Linked DNA regions of Anas platyrhynchos: region 2 is linked to region 1. A link is a contact called in public Hi-C data. All regions are on one chromosome and are shown on one strand. The core of a region is the stretch at or near the end of the contact, and the rest is flanking DNA. Distances in the headings are between cores, read along the strand shown.

Region 1 (5,926 bases), core at 214-2,713:
CTCTGCCCAGCGCCCCCGCCACCCCACTCCAGCTCAGCTGTGCCCCATGGCTCCCCTGCGTTCCCCTCTCACATTTCAGGGACGGTTGTTTGTGTTTTGCAGATGGATAGCACGTGCTCATACGAGAGCCAACAGCACAACCTCATGCAGAAAATGCAAACTGGTGATTTTTTACTGTCTACTCAAGGCTTCGCAAACCTTGTTCTGCGCCCAGTGACGCACACTAAGGTCACTCCAGCACCAGAGGAGGGCAAAAGGAGCATGTGGCTGCCTGAAGGGCAGTGATCAGGGAGATCCCATCAGGAGCTGACAGGCACTGCTCAGGTCGGGTATTACTAGTCAATGGGTATGGATCACCAGCAATTCAGACGTCTCAGGAGTCATTACAAAAGATCTTTCAGGCAGCCCCAAACAGCAGGCACCTGGCTCGTGCTGTATGAGGGACGGACAGAGCTCAGGCTCTTGGACCTATGGACAGCCCTGGTGCAACACGTGTGGTCAGCCAGCCCCAGGGGACACAGACCGAGCCCCTTCTCCAGCAGCAGCCACCGGCATAAGTTTGCAGCTGCTTTCCCTGCGGGCTGCTGCAATGAGCCTGTTCGGGGCTGCCCCAGGGTCAGCAGCCCCAGCCCCAAGCTACCTCCCTGGAAACCCACTTTTGCTCTCTAAGTGGGGCTCGCTCGGGAAGTTCTCCAAACTTCACAAGCAGCAGAGAGAATAAGCTGTTTTCCTGCATCTGCAGCTATCCACACTTCCACCTGCAGCCCGAGGAGCTTGCTTTCCCAAGCAGGGCTGTGGGAAATGCTGCACAAAGACCTTTCGGTAAAAGCACCCCGAGTTCCCACTGGCCACCCAGCCTGGGAGCTGCCTCACTGGGGAAGCCCTCGCCAAGGGGCCCGCTCGGCTTTGGCCACCTGCTAACAGGTGGATGCCTCGCTCACTAAAACCACCACCAGGAAAGCACCCTGACAGCCGGCAGGCATCCGAATCACGAGCACACCGTGTGCCAGCCACCTCTGACCTCCCCCCGCGGCACGAGGGCAGCGCAGCGGGTGCCAGGCTGGCCCCCGAGCCCAGGCTCTGCTGTGGCAGCGGCGCCTGCAGCACCGAAACCGCCCCAGCCGCCTCCTGCACCTGGCACCTCATCCCGGCAGCGCAGCGCATCACCTCCCACTGCTCTCCCACAAGCACTGTTACCTCACAGCTCTGATTTCCCAATAAACTTTCCTCCAACTCTAATCAACACAGATCCAAGCAACAAGCAGCACACAAGCCGGGAGGGAGGGGGCAGTACCTTCGTGTCGCTGGTGGGGCTGGCGCACAGAGGATATCGCAGCTGCTCCAGCGATGCTGCCGGGGAAGGAGCACACTGGAGTTGCAATTGCAGCTCTCCTCTCCCCGCGACCAGATCTCGCAGCCGTCCAGACCAACTGTGCTGGAAAGGCACTCGGCGATCATCTGCTGGAGCTCCAGCTCCACCCCTAGCAGCAGCGATTGGCTCTGTGGTGCTCTGCAAGGCTGCACTGGCCTCAGCAGCCTCCCTCCGGATCCAGCTCCTACTATCATCAGGAGCTTCCCCAGAACCAATTTCCACGGCCCAAGGCAGGCCCTGGTCTTGGGGCAGGCTTGGCAGGTCAGGGGGAGGCAGAGCTGCCCAGCTTCACGTGGTGCAGCCCAAATCAAAGCACCTGGGAGGGATTTTCCTTACTACGAGAATATAAGGATGTGCAAATCTGATTTGTAGGGCAGAGGCTGTGAAGGATATCGCAGGCTCCAGGGGAAATATATTTAATTCCAGTTTCACACTTTTGCAGATGACGCACTTATTTTAGTACCCTGGGTTTATGCAGCAAACACACCTTGCACCGCAGGCTCCTGCCACACGTACCATTGGGCTACCACAGGAGGCAAGCCCCGCACACAGAGATGAAGGGCAGGAGCAGCTTTCCCAAGCAGTAACTGGAGGTGACATTGTCTCCCCTTCCTCCTTTCTGCTCCTAAGGGGAAAGGGTGCTGAGGACTGGCTGGATACCACGGGGGGGTTCTGCTCCCACCTGGCTGACTCGGCAGGCACCTCATTTGCCAGCACGGGAGCTTCTCCAGCTGGAGCAGCTGCAGCATCGGCAAGGAGCCGACCCCACACACTGCAGGGAGCCTGTGTGATGGGACCCGGGGACTGTGCCCAAGCCCAGAGGTGCCTCACGGGTGACCAGCAGCACTGGCAGCTCTGAATGCTCACAGTCCCTCCCCACAGCTTTGCCCATCTGAGACCAGAGACTGTTTGGCTTGCACAAGACTTGGGAGAGTATCAGAAAGCTAAGGGTAGTCCTCAAACCGCTGTTTATCCCTCTGCCTTCTCAGCAGCTCATAAATATTCTCTTTGATGCCTGGTAATTCCTGTTGTATTTCACAGGCCAATTAATTTGGAGACTTAGAAAATACACTTTAAAAATATCAGAAATCTCTTGCTATTTTGATTTGTATTTAAAATCAGAACTCCTCAAATACACAACAATGTTATAATGACACTCGGAGCAGTGATTGCTCATTTCTGCATGAAATATCTGAGAAGTTGAAAACATTTTTTGCCAGTTCATCAAGACAGAAAAACTCACTAAGGTGGGGCAGAGACATGCTAGCCCGTTTGGTTTTAGAGGACATGTGAAGTAGTGGTACGAGTTCATTCCTCAGCACCATACAAGACTGCTACATCACGTCAAACCCAAGCACTGGCGTCACCAACGCAGATGTTGCCCTCCCACATCCCCCACCACAGGGACGATCAGTGCCCACGTTTGCCTGTCCACCTCTTTCCACTGCAGTCCAATTCCTCTTTGAGGTAACCCCCAACCAGCATCCCTCCTGTTACTCTGTAAGAAGGGCACCTGGATGCGACAAGGAGGAAAGCAGCAAGAGAAATAAGATCTAAAGAACAGAATTTTTACAGAGTGACAGAAGAAAGATGGAGAGCTCTGAAAGCTCCATAATTAACAGGGTTTGCTCAGCACAGGTGACGAGCTGAATCACCCTGGTCTGATGGCATCGTTGCTCGTGTCAGGGCAATTCCTTAGCACTTGCTAAGTAGGAAATGAGGACGCGATGGGGCAGAGAGGTTCTGCTTCCAGCCTTGGCAGGTGATATTTACAGCCCATGACGCACATGCAGACAGCCAGGAGAAAGGCAGCTAACATGGCTCTGCTCTGCTCTGCCCTGCCTGTCCTATTCCCGGCACGCGCCTTCGCAGGGACCAACGTGCTGAGTGCCTCAAAGGCCTGCGCTGCTCAAGGCAGCAGAGGGCCTGGAAGAACTGCAGCACACCCACTTGTCCTGCATGCTGACACAGGCTTCTTTATGCCTCTACTTCCAAAGCCAGGTAAAAATGAGCATACTTTGTTCCCTTTGTGAACATTTGGCTAATCAAAGAGATTACAGACCTCCGCCATTCCGCACGACAGAGCTCTGCTGTCTAGCACCTTTGCCAGAGCCGGATAAAAATGCTCTATCTTAAGTAATATTTCTTGCCAGAAAGCATATATTGCATACGGAAGAGAGCAACTGCCAGGTCTGAGTGGTACATGGGGCACGAGCATGCCCAGGTTCCTGCAGTGAAGCTGTGATGATGGGGCTGTAAGGACGGAGCCAGGCTCTTCTCAGCGACATCCAGTCACAGGACAAGGGGCAACGGGCGCAAGCTGGAACACAGGGGGTTCCGCTTAAATGGGAGGGTGACAGAGCGCTGGAACAGGCTGTCTGTGGGTTTGTGGAGTCTCCTCTGCGGACATTCAAAACCCACCTGGACGCGTTCCTGCGTGATCTGATGGAGGTGTTCCTGCTCCGGCAGGGGGATCAGACTGGGTGATCTTTCAAGGTCCCTTCCAATCCCTCACACTGTGTAACTGATGGTCTCAGCAAGGTGGTGCCTTTAAGAAGCAAGTTGATTTAGTTTGATTTGTTTCTGTTAACCACACTTTTTAGAAGGTCTCAGGGATCTTGCTTGTACAAAGTGGCTGAGCCACATTGCTGCACTTTTGCTGCTGGGTGTCTGGAACACTCACCTAAGAAGTAAAATGCTCTTTAAATCACCCAAAGGACCTCACCAGCAATTTTTCTATTTCCAGCTTAATCTGCCTGGCAGTAGTTTTACAAACTGTTCAAGCTGTGATGCCTCACGATCCTGTTTGGCTTTTTAGCTGCAAATGCTCCTTAACAGTTAGGGGTTTAAGCCATGCATCTAAGCCTCCAAAACTGACACAAACTCCTCAGAGCTGCCACCTGGAGCCTCAGATACTTCAGTGCTAAGAAGGGCAGATCAGACAATATTTGCAATGATACACCTGCACCTGCCATCCAGGGAAGAGATATTTCTTAAATCTCTTCCTTTTTTTTTTTTTTTTTTTTTTAAGGATTACTTAGTTCCCAGAAGCATCACATGCTCTCTTTTAATGGCAGCATCAGCATAAGAAAATTTAGAAATAACTTACAAATTAATAACTCTTTTGAAATTGTTCAAGCTGCACCCTCCCAACACCCGGCACGTTCCCTCATCTATCAAGGAGCGCTAACCCCCTTTCTTTGGGTTTTCTTGTAGCTCCCGGACTCAGGAAGCAGCCACCGAGGCTGCCTACCTCTCAGCCCCCAGAAAGGGGCACGAGGCTGCTGCTGGGAGAAGCCAGGCACCAGCATCCAGCAGCAGCCTCGAGGCACCGTGATACATTGCTGTACTGAAAAACACAGTGAGGCTGGGGAAACGGTGAGCCAGCCCAGAGGGAGCAAAGCAGCAAACCACCGCACAGGACCAGGGGTAAGAGCCCTTAAATAAACCACGGAGAGCAGCTGCCCTGGCTCCTGCACTGCGTGGGGCCGTTCCCTCCCCTGGGGCTGCAGCGTCCCAAATGCTCTCCCAGAGCCTGGCAGCGTCCCCGTGGCACTGACTCCACACAGCTCAGGGGTGGTGCGCTTCAAGGCTCCCCAAACAGAAATGCTTCCCAGCAAAATTCCACTTGCAGAAAATAATGGCAAGTCTGAGTAATGTTTTACTGCCCTCCTTTGTGCCAAGCAAAAAGGAATAGCTCCCCACAGCTCTCCCTGATAGACTTGGACAGCCCCGGCTTTGTCTGAAGCGCAGCACTGGAAAATTCAGCCTCTGCTCCATCCCAGCACCCTGCCAGGGCTTCGGAATGTGTTTACTGGCCCTGAACTGGGCTGCTAATTATGGAACAACCTGAAACGCATCAAAATATGGAGCCGGAAAGCAGCAGCTGTGATTGATTAACAGTAGTGAAGCTGAAGGGTCTGATCATTCTCAAAATCTCCTTAACATCTCATTCTCCAAGGAGGGAGAGGCAGCTGCAGCCACAGAGCAGAGCAGAGCTCAGGTCAGGGCCTCTTCCTGCCTGGATGGGCTCTGCGCAGGCTGCGCTCTGCCCTGCAGTGCCTGCAGCAAGAAGCAGACCAGGAGAGATGAGCGAGCTCGGCAGGCTGCCTGCCTGGGAGGGAGGTGATTGCACTGACTTGAGGTGCACATGTGCCACCGGCACTGCTGCGTGGGCAGACCGCTTGCCAGCATGCACGGCCTGAACCTGGGCTCTTGCAAGCAGCTCTCGTTCAACACACACAGACCAGAGGTTGCCAGAGCATGGCTGACCCAAAAGCCCAGCACCGCCACAAGCACATTTTGGGTACCCGACATCCCCTGCTCGTGGTGCTGCTGCCAGACTTGTGACCTGGCAAAAAATAGAAACCAGATTTTTCCTAAAGAATCCCTGGGTCTGACTGTCTGCTACTGACGTACTGCCTTGCTGTGACATCCAGCTCCCGAGGCACTACATAGCTCAGTGAATAATTATAAAAATCTCCAGAAATAAACAAGATTTTTGTCACAGTTGTAAGCACAGCCCCATGTTGCTTTCCACCAGGGAGATCAAAC
Region 2 (6,540 bases), core at 1,632-4,131, 130 kb before region 1:
CCGTGTCTTTGCAGGGATCTCCAGTGCGGGAAGCTCATCTGCGAGTATCCGGGTAACGTGCCTTTCACCAAGGAGAAGGCTGCGGTGATCTACACGCGGGTGCAGAACACGCTGTGCATCACGCTGGACTACATGAGGCCTCCCATGGAGAGGGACCCGATGCTGGTGAAGGATGGCACTGTCTGCGGCGACCACAAGGTGACGTGCCGTGGCTCTAAGGAAAGGAGGACTTGCAGGAAGTGTTTCTGCAGTAGTGGTGTCGGAGACCCACGGGCAGTCAGTGGCTTTTCCTGTGGTTGCATCCTGAAGGGGTTGGGGTTGGTGCGTGGATCGTGTGAACCCCATCGCACGGGGTCGGGCTGGAAACCCATCTGTCCCGAGCAGGAGATGGGTGTTACTGCCCGCTGCGTGCTGTCTGCTGACCCCCACGTTTGTGTTTTAGATCTGCATGAATCAGAAGTGTGTGTCTGCTGCTGTCTTGAACTATGATTGTGACATAAAGAAAAAATGCAACAATCATGGGGTAAGTGACAGTGCTGTGTGTCCTTGGGTTTTTTGGACCATCCCGCTCTCCCAAGATGTGGCTTGCAAAAGCAAGGAAATGTGTTCGTGATCTTTTGTAGCCAACAGAAATCATTTCTCTCCCTCTCTGTCGCCCAGGTGTGCAATAACAAAGGGACTTGCCATTGCCACGCTGGCTGGAAGCCACCGAACTGCCAGGAGAAAGCAGGGAAGCAGGGAGGGAGCAAAGACAGCCCGCTCAGCGCCGGTGAGCAGCGAGGGCAGCGACCCACTGGGCTGTGGGAAAGGAGAAAAGAAATAGGGCAGGAGTTGGAGCAGAATAACAGAATTACGGGCTGTTGAGGTGGGAAGGGACCTCTGCAGGGCTTCTCCAGCATCCCTGCTCAGGCAGGGCCGCCCAGGCCCAGGTTGCTGCCATTCCCTTTCTGGCCTTGGCTCACACGGGGGGAGCCTTGCTGTCCCGAGAAGTGCGCTGCTGCGGGCTGAAGGAGGTTGTTCCCTGTGCCTAGATGAAGCAGGCCTGCAGAACAAGGACCCGCTGAAGATGTGGCTGCTTCTCACCTTCTGCCTCTTTGTGCCCGTCCTCATCGGGGTCATCCTCTTGGTGGTGAAGAGAAAGGAGCTGAGGCAGTGTCTCTACACAGAGCAGCTGGAAATAGATGAGTAAGTCTGCTCCCTCGCCTCGGGCTCAGATGCAGTTGTAGGTGACAGTAAAGGCAGAGCCTGGACCTGCACCCTTGTGGTGTGCACGAGGGGGGGAGAGGAGAGGGGAGGCAGTGCTGTTGGGCTTGGTGACTGGGGGCAACTCCCTGCTCCCACCCTAGGTTTGAAGATAAAGAAAGCACTGAGGAGGAGGGGAGCGTGTTGGATGCGCAGTAGCATAGCTGGAGAGGACTTTAAAGGTAAGTCGTTGCCAAAGTCACCCAAGTTTTGTGCCAATGTTGTAAACAGTCTGCACGTGGTGGCACAGCTGGCAGTGGAAACCGGGGAATGGGAAGAGTCTCTGCACCAGCACGTAGGGGGTGTTAGGGGGAGCGTCAGGGCAATGGCACTGCAGGTGGCCCAGGCATCACCGCAGAGGGCGGGCGGCAGGTTCCCAGCTGCTGGCAGTTCCTGCAGCACATCGGCTCCCAGGCACCAACAGACGTGGCCAGGGAGGTCGCAGGAGCTGGAGAGGGCAGTCACGAGGCAGCAGCCGGTCAAATGTCCTTGGGACGTGGCTGTGGATGACAGCCGGGAGGTGACGAACTCCCGTGTGACGGAGCGGAGAGGCTTGGAGGCGCTCCCTGGGATGGGAGCGGGTGCACGGTGGGGTGGCTGCTGCAGCTCACGGCGAGTCTCAGGGTGGTGCCGTGCCACACACGGGGGGCAGGCAGGGTCTGGGGGCTGAGGTCACTGCGTGAGGGGCTGGCGGGGACTAACGGGCATCCCTGTTGTGTGTTTGGCAGCTGCCTGCAGGGCTCTGGACTTTGGGGAGCACTGGAAGGAAGATGCAGCAGCGCAGCACACAGAGACGTTTGTGGTCTCAGGTTCGGGATGTAACCCACAACAGTCACGTGTTCCCCCAGGGGCTGTGTGTGGGGGGTGTTGAAGCCTGTCTGAGGGATGCTAAGTCTGTAGTTTGTGTTTTTTTTGTGTGTTGTTCAATAAAAGACCCTCATCACAAGGACGTCCAATCCCCCTCTGTCAGCTCTGACTCCCCTGGGGCTGGGTGTGTGCAGCCCCAGGGAGAGCACGGGGAGCCCACGGTGCAGGCAAAATTAAAGCCATCATTAGAATCTTGTGCTTTGTTTGGCAATAGGAATTTAATGACAACCTCAGCGCACGCTCAGTCATTAGGGAGTTAGCTGGAAATGCAGATAAATCCTCAGCTGACATGAAATGTGGATTAGGGAGTTTTACTCCCTGCCACGCAGCACTTACTTTGTGGCAGCAGCTTCAGTTGTGGCTCCCATTAATTTATTTTGGCTGCACTGGGCATATTATTAGCACGTAAATCAGCAGCACCTTATGCAAGCACGGGGCTCGGGATGCTGTTGATGCCTGATGGAGCACACATTGCTCCTGCGGGGACAAGGTGCTCGGAGCCCCTGCGCAGGGGGATCCCCAGCCGGGTGCAGACCCTGCCGTGAGCCATGGGCAGAGCCACCAGCGCTGCTGAGGAGATCCCAGGCTGGGGGGGCAGCCTGCAGCCCCCGCCTGCAGCAAGGAGCCTTCCCTGAGCCCACTCCAGAGGTGGATGCTGACGAGGACGGGGCTCGGCGCTTGCTCCACGACATTGGCTTATCAGCAACCTTTAATCGTGTTTGCTCGACCCCTCTGGCCGCAGGCGGCCGGGGCCTCACCTGCCCCCCCAGGACAAGGTTCGTGGCCAGGGCGCACTGTGCTGGCTCAGCACATACCGGGCGCGGGGCAGTCGGTGCCTCCACGGAGCTGCAGCGCGTCCTGGCCCCACAGCCAGCACTGGGGATGGAGGCCGGCGATGGGAAGGAGGAGACCCCGCTGTCCTCGGCACTGAGCCGGTTTCAGCTCTCGGAGGATTACGGCTTCCTGCTTCCCAACCCTCTGGTAGGAGATGGCCGTGCCACCGTGCCCGTGGGCTGCAGGAAACAGCAGGGAAATGGAGGGGCTGGAGATGTTTGGGTGTCCATTTAATGCTATTTTACAAGGGTTTGGAAAATCAGTGAGCAATGCCTGTGATACTTCGGGTCAGGCAGCTTCATAGGACAAATTCCTCGCTTTAAAAATTACACTGGCTGCAGCACGTGGCACAGGAGAGAGGGGAAGGAGCTCTGCAATTCAGATATTGGCCTTGGATTTACAGGATTTCACAGGAGTACGAGGAGAGAATTTAGAAGGCAACTCTCCCATGCCGAAAGCAGAGCCATTTGTCACTGGGGCGCAATTTACAGAGGGAGCTCTCAGGGACAGGCAGATACTTGTTTATCGCCCATTAATTCCCCATCATGCAGGCTGATATTACAAGAGGGGGAACCAGACATAAACCATTAGCTGCGACTCCCAGGGCTGGATGGATGCTGGAGCCCGGGCTGGCTGACAGCCGCTTTACCCCCCCCTGCAGAAACCTCTGCCCATGCTGCAGGCTGGGGGGTGCGGGGTGGGCTCCTGCCCCAGCTCCGTGCAGGCTCCCCAGCAGCACCAGCAGCAGCCCTCAGCACCGTGCTGCTGTGCTGGAGCACAGGGAGGGGAGCGCTGCAGGCGCTGTGCGGGGGGCTGTGTGCTGACAGCCCCCCCCTTGCTTCTCAACTCCTCCCAAGACGGAGCTGCCGGCCCCCTACGGCCCGTGGATGGAGATCGCCCATGAGCTGCCCCAGCTGATTGCGAGCCACCGGCTCCGCTCTCGCGTTCACCAGGTAAACTGCTGGCAGGATCCCCGTGTACGGGCAGCTCCGTGTGTGTGTGTGTGTGTGTGTGTGTGTGCTGCTCCTGCCTTAGCTGGTGCTGCCGTAGGGAAGGGCGGTGTGTATGGAAAGCGCACAGAGGGACCGTTGGTTATAACCAACACGATGCAGAGGCAAAGCCTTGGGCACAGAAATAGCTCCTGACACAGCTGCTGGGCTGTCCCAGCCGGAGTGCGGTGGCAGGGGAAACCCTCTAGATGTCACGAGAGCTGCAGCTCCCGCAGTCCTCCCGGCACGGGGCAGTGACACCCCTGGGGTTCCTGAAACCATCGCACGCAGCAAACCAGTCAGTCCATAGCGAGCGGTGCAGGGCTGGAGGGAAAGGAAAAGGGCAGGGAGAGGTGACGGGGGGGGCACTCCTGGCTGGGGGGGCACACAGGGAATACACTCTGTATGGCTGCGGTGCTCCGTGCTAACCAGGGTCTCGTTGTAGATGCCCCAGCTGAGCACGCGGCACCTCCGAGGGCGCGAGGAGCTGTACTTGGCCCACCTGGTGCTCAGCTTCATCACCATGGGCTACCTGTGGCAGGAGGGCGAGGAGGGCACCGTGAAGGTAACCGCAGGTTGCGCTGCTCCCCTGGGACTGCAGCCAGAGCCGTCCCGCTGAGGCCGAGCCTCCTTCCCAAGGCCGGAGCTGGGGCACCACCTCTCCCGTGCTTTGTGCCCCCCAGGTCCTGCCCCGCCACCTCGCCGTCCCCTTCTGGGAGGTGTCGCAGGCCCTCGGGCTCCCCCCCATCCTCAGCCACGCAGACTTTGTCTTGGCCAACTGGAGGAGGAAGGACCCCAGCGGGTAAACAGCGAGCGCGGCTCCTGCGGCCGGGTCAGCAGCAACGAGCACAGCTCCAGTCCTGACCAAAACCTCTTAAAACCCAGCATAGCCGGGGGGCAGCTCACAGCTAAGGGCCGGGGAGGGGATTTGCCCCATGGGCATGTGTGGGGCAAGCGGGAGCATCTGCCCCAGGGATGGTGCTGCCTCTGGCGAGCAAACTCGTTTGTGTTACGCAGCACAGCCCATTGCTAGAACGATTTATAACACCTCTCTCTCTCCCTCTCCCCTTTCCCTGTGTATTTGCTGGCAATGCCCAAAATGCCTGCAGGCCTCTGGAAATTGAGTAAGTATTTAAGATGCTTATTTATTTTCTAACAGTATTAGTTTTGTTTGAATTGGCTTAGTGCTCCTACACTGCAGGGCTCTGCTTAGGTTAAACCTCTCTCTCGGTACACGAGCAGAAGAAAAACAGCTCGGTCCTTGGCACACAACCACCACTGAAACAACAGCAAAGCCACCACGGTCACGGCTGAACCGTGGCAGTTCCAGGCTGTGCAGAGCCTGGCTGCCAGGGACCAGACCTGTAGCCAGCGAGGGCACAAGGAGGGTTCAGGATCCCTCAGAGCCAGAGCAGAGCCTGTTGCTCCCTTTTGCCCTGTGCCAACTTCCCTTTGCTCGGGGTGCAGAAGGCCCTGCAACGGGAAGGATTTTGCATGGGTGGGGGAGCTGAGGTCCGTCCTGATGCTGGGTGGGGGGGTGGCTGCACGCAGCAGCTCCTCCAAAAATCTCACCCACCCCTGGGAGGCAGCAGCAGAGCTCAGCTCCCCGCCAGGATGCGGCGTCAGGGCTGGGGGGCAGGCGAGGGCAGGGGGAAAGCTGCTGCTGCCCGCCCTGCAGGAACCTGGACCCCATCATATCGCTGCCCGGGGGAGAGAGCCTGAGGGGGTTCATCCTCGTCACCTTCCTGGTGGAGAAGGCGGCGGTGCCTGGCATTAAGGTAGGGCGCGAGCCCCCCGCTGTGCCCTGCAGCTGCCTGGCCCCAGAGCCCAGCCCTCGGGGCTGCCAGCGAGTACCCCGAGCACATCCCAGCCCCTCCATCGCTTTGTGCTCCCCCTCTGCTCCTCGCAGGCGATCCCTCAGGCCATTCGTGCCATCCGGCAGCTTGACGAGGAGACCCTGCACCAGGCCCTGCAGGGGCTGGCGACGGCCATCGGGGCCATGGGCAAGGCTCTGCAGAGGATGCACGGTAACAGCAGCCTGGGGCAGCCCTTGGGGGGCCGTGCACGGGGCTGCTCACCAGCTGCACTGCGCCAATGTGCTGGTGCTTGGCCCAGAGAGCAGCTCATAAGGGTCCTGCCCGTGGGAAACGCCGATGCAGACTGCCCGCAGTGACACCTCCGATCCAATTTCCTCCTAGATTACGTGGATCCAGCAGTGTTTTATGCCGTGATCCGGATCTTTCTCTCTGGGTGAGTATGGAGCATTTCCATTCCTCCACAGACACCACGGGCGGGGGGGCTCTGCTGGGAAGGGGGAGCCCTGCTGGGGCTGCTCAGCTTGGCAAGGCAGCAGCATGGCAAAAAGAGCCCAGTGCCGTGGTTTTGTTATCCCTCATCTTCCCTGCTGGGCTGCAAGCATCCCAAACTGCTCCGCTCTTGGGCTTCTCAGGGGGTTTCTATTTTTATTTCTATTCGGCATATCTCAGCATTCCTCAGTCAAAAGGCTCCATGCATCCTGATTATGTTTCTTTCATTTTTTATCCCAACTGACCTTGTCTTGATGGCCATCAGCTTGGAAAAACATGCCTTTTAAATTCCCTTCTGCTTA

Evidence for each region. Hi-C and Micro-C count contacts between places; a contact is called where the count stands out from the background.
Region 2: a Hi-C map of subcutaneous adipose tissue shows a contact between it and region 1, with 2.6 times the contacts expected there. The contact joins the promoter of IDO2 here to the promoter of ZMAT4 in region 1. A contact is called at or near these places in 4 of 8 Hi-C or Micro-C datasets (liver, skeletal muscle and subcutaneous adipose tissue).

The regions. Positions count from the first base shown.
Region 1 is chr23:365,053-370,978 of IASCAAS_PekinDuck_T2T, reverse strand. It overlaps ZMAT4 (zinc finger matrin-type 4), which reads right to left and starts at 1,463. Exons shown (of 7, transcript XM_005029474.6): 1 at 1,295-1,463.
Region 2 is chr23:497,201-503,740 of IASCAAS_PekinDuck_T2T, reverse strand. IDO2 (indoleamine 2,3-dioxygenase 2) reads left to right here and starts at 2,881. Exons shown (of 10, transcript XM_027443603.3): 1 at 2,881-3,090; 2 at 3,801-3,896; 3 at 4,378-4,497; 4 at 4,616-4,734; 5 at 5,042-5,056; 6 at 5,611-5,710; 7 at 5,842-5,959; 8 at 6,131-6,182. The coding sequence starts at 2,992. It overlaps LOC101791193 (disintegrin and metalloproteinase domain-containing protein 2), which reads left to right. Exons shown (of 18, transcript XM_027443602.3): 14 at 15-198; 15 at 443-523; 16 at 661-769; 17 at 1,032-1,185; 18 at 1,347-1,422. The coding sequence ends at 1,422.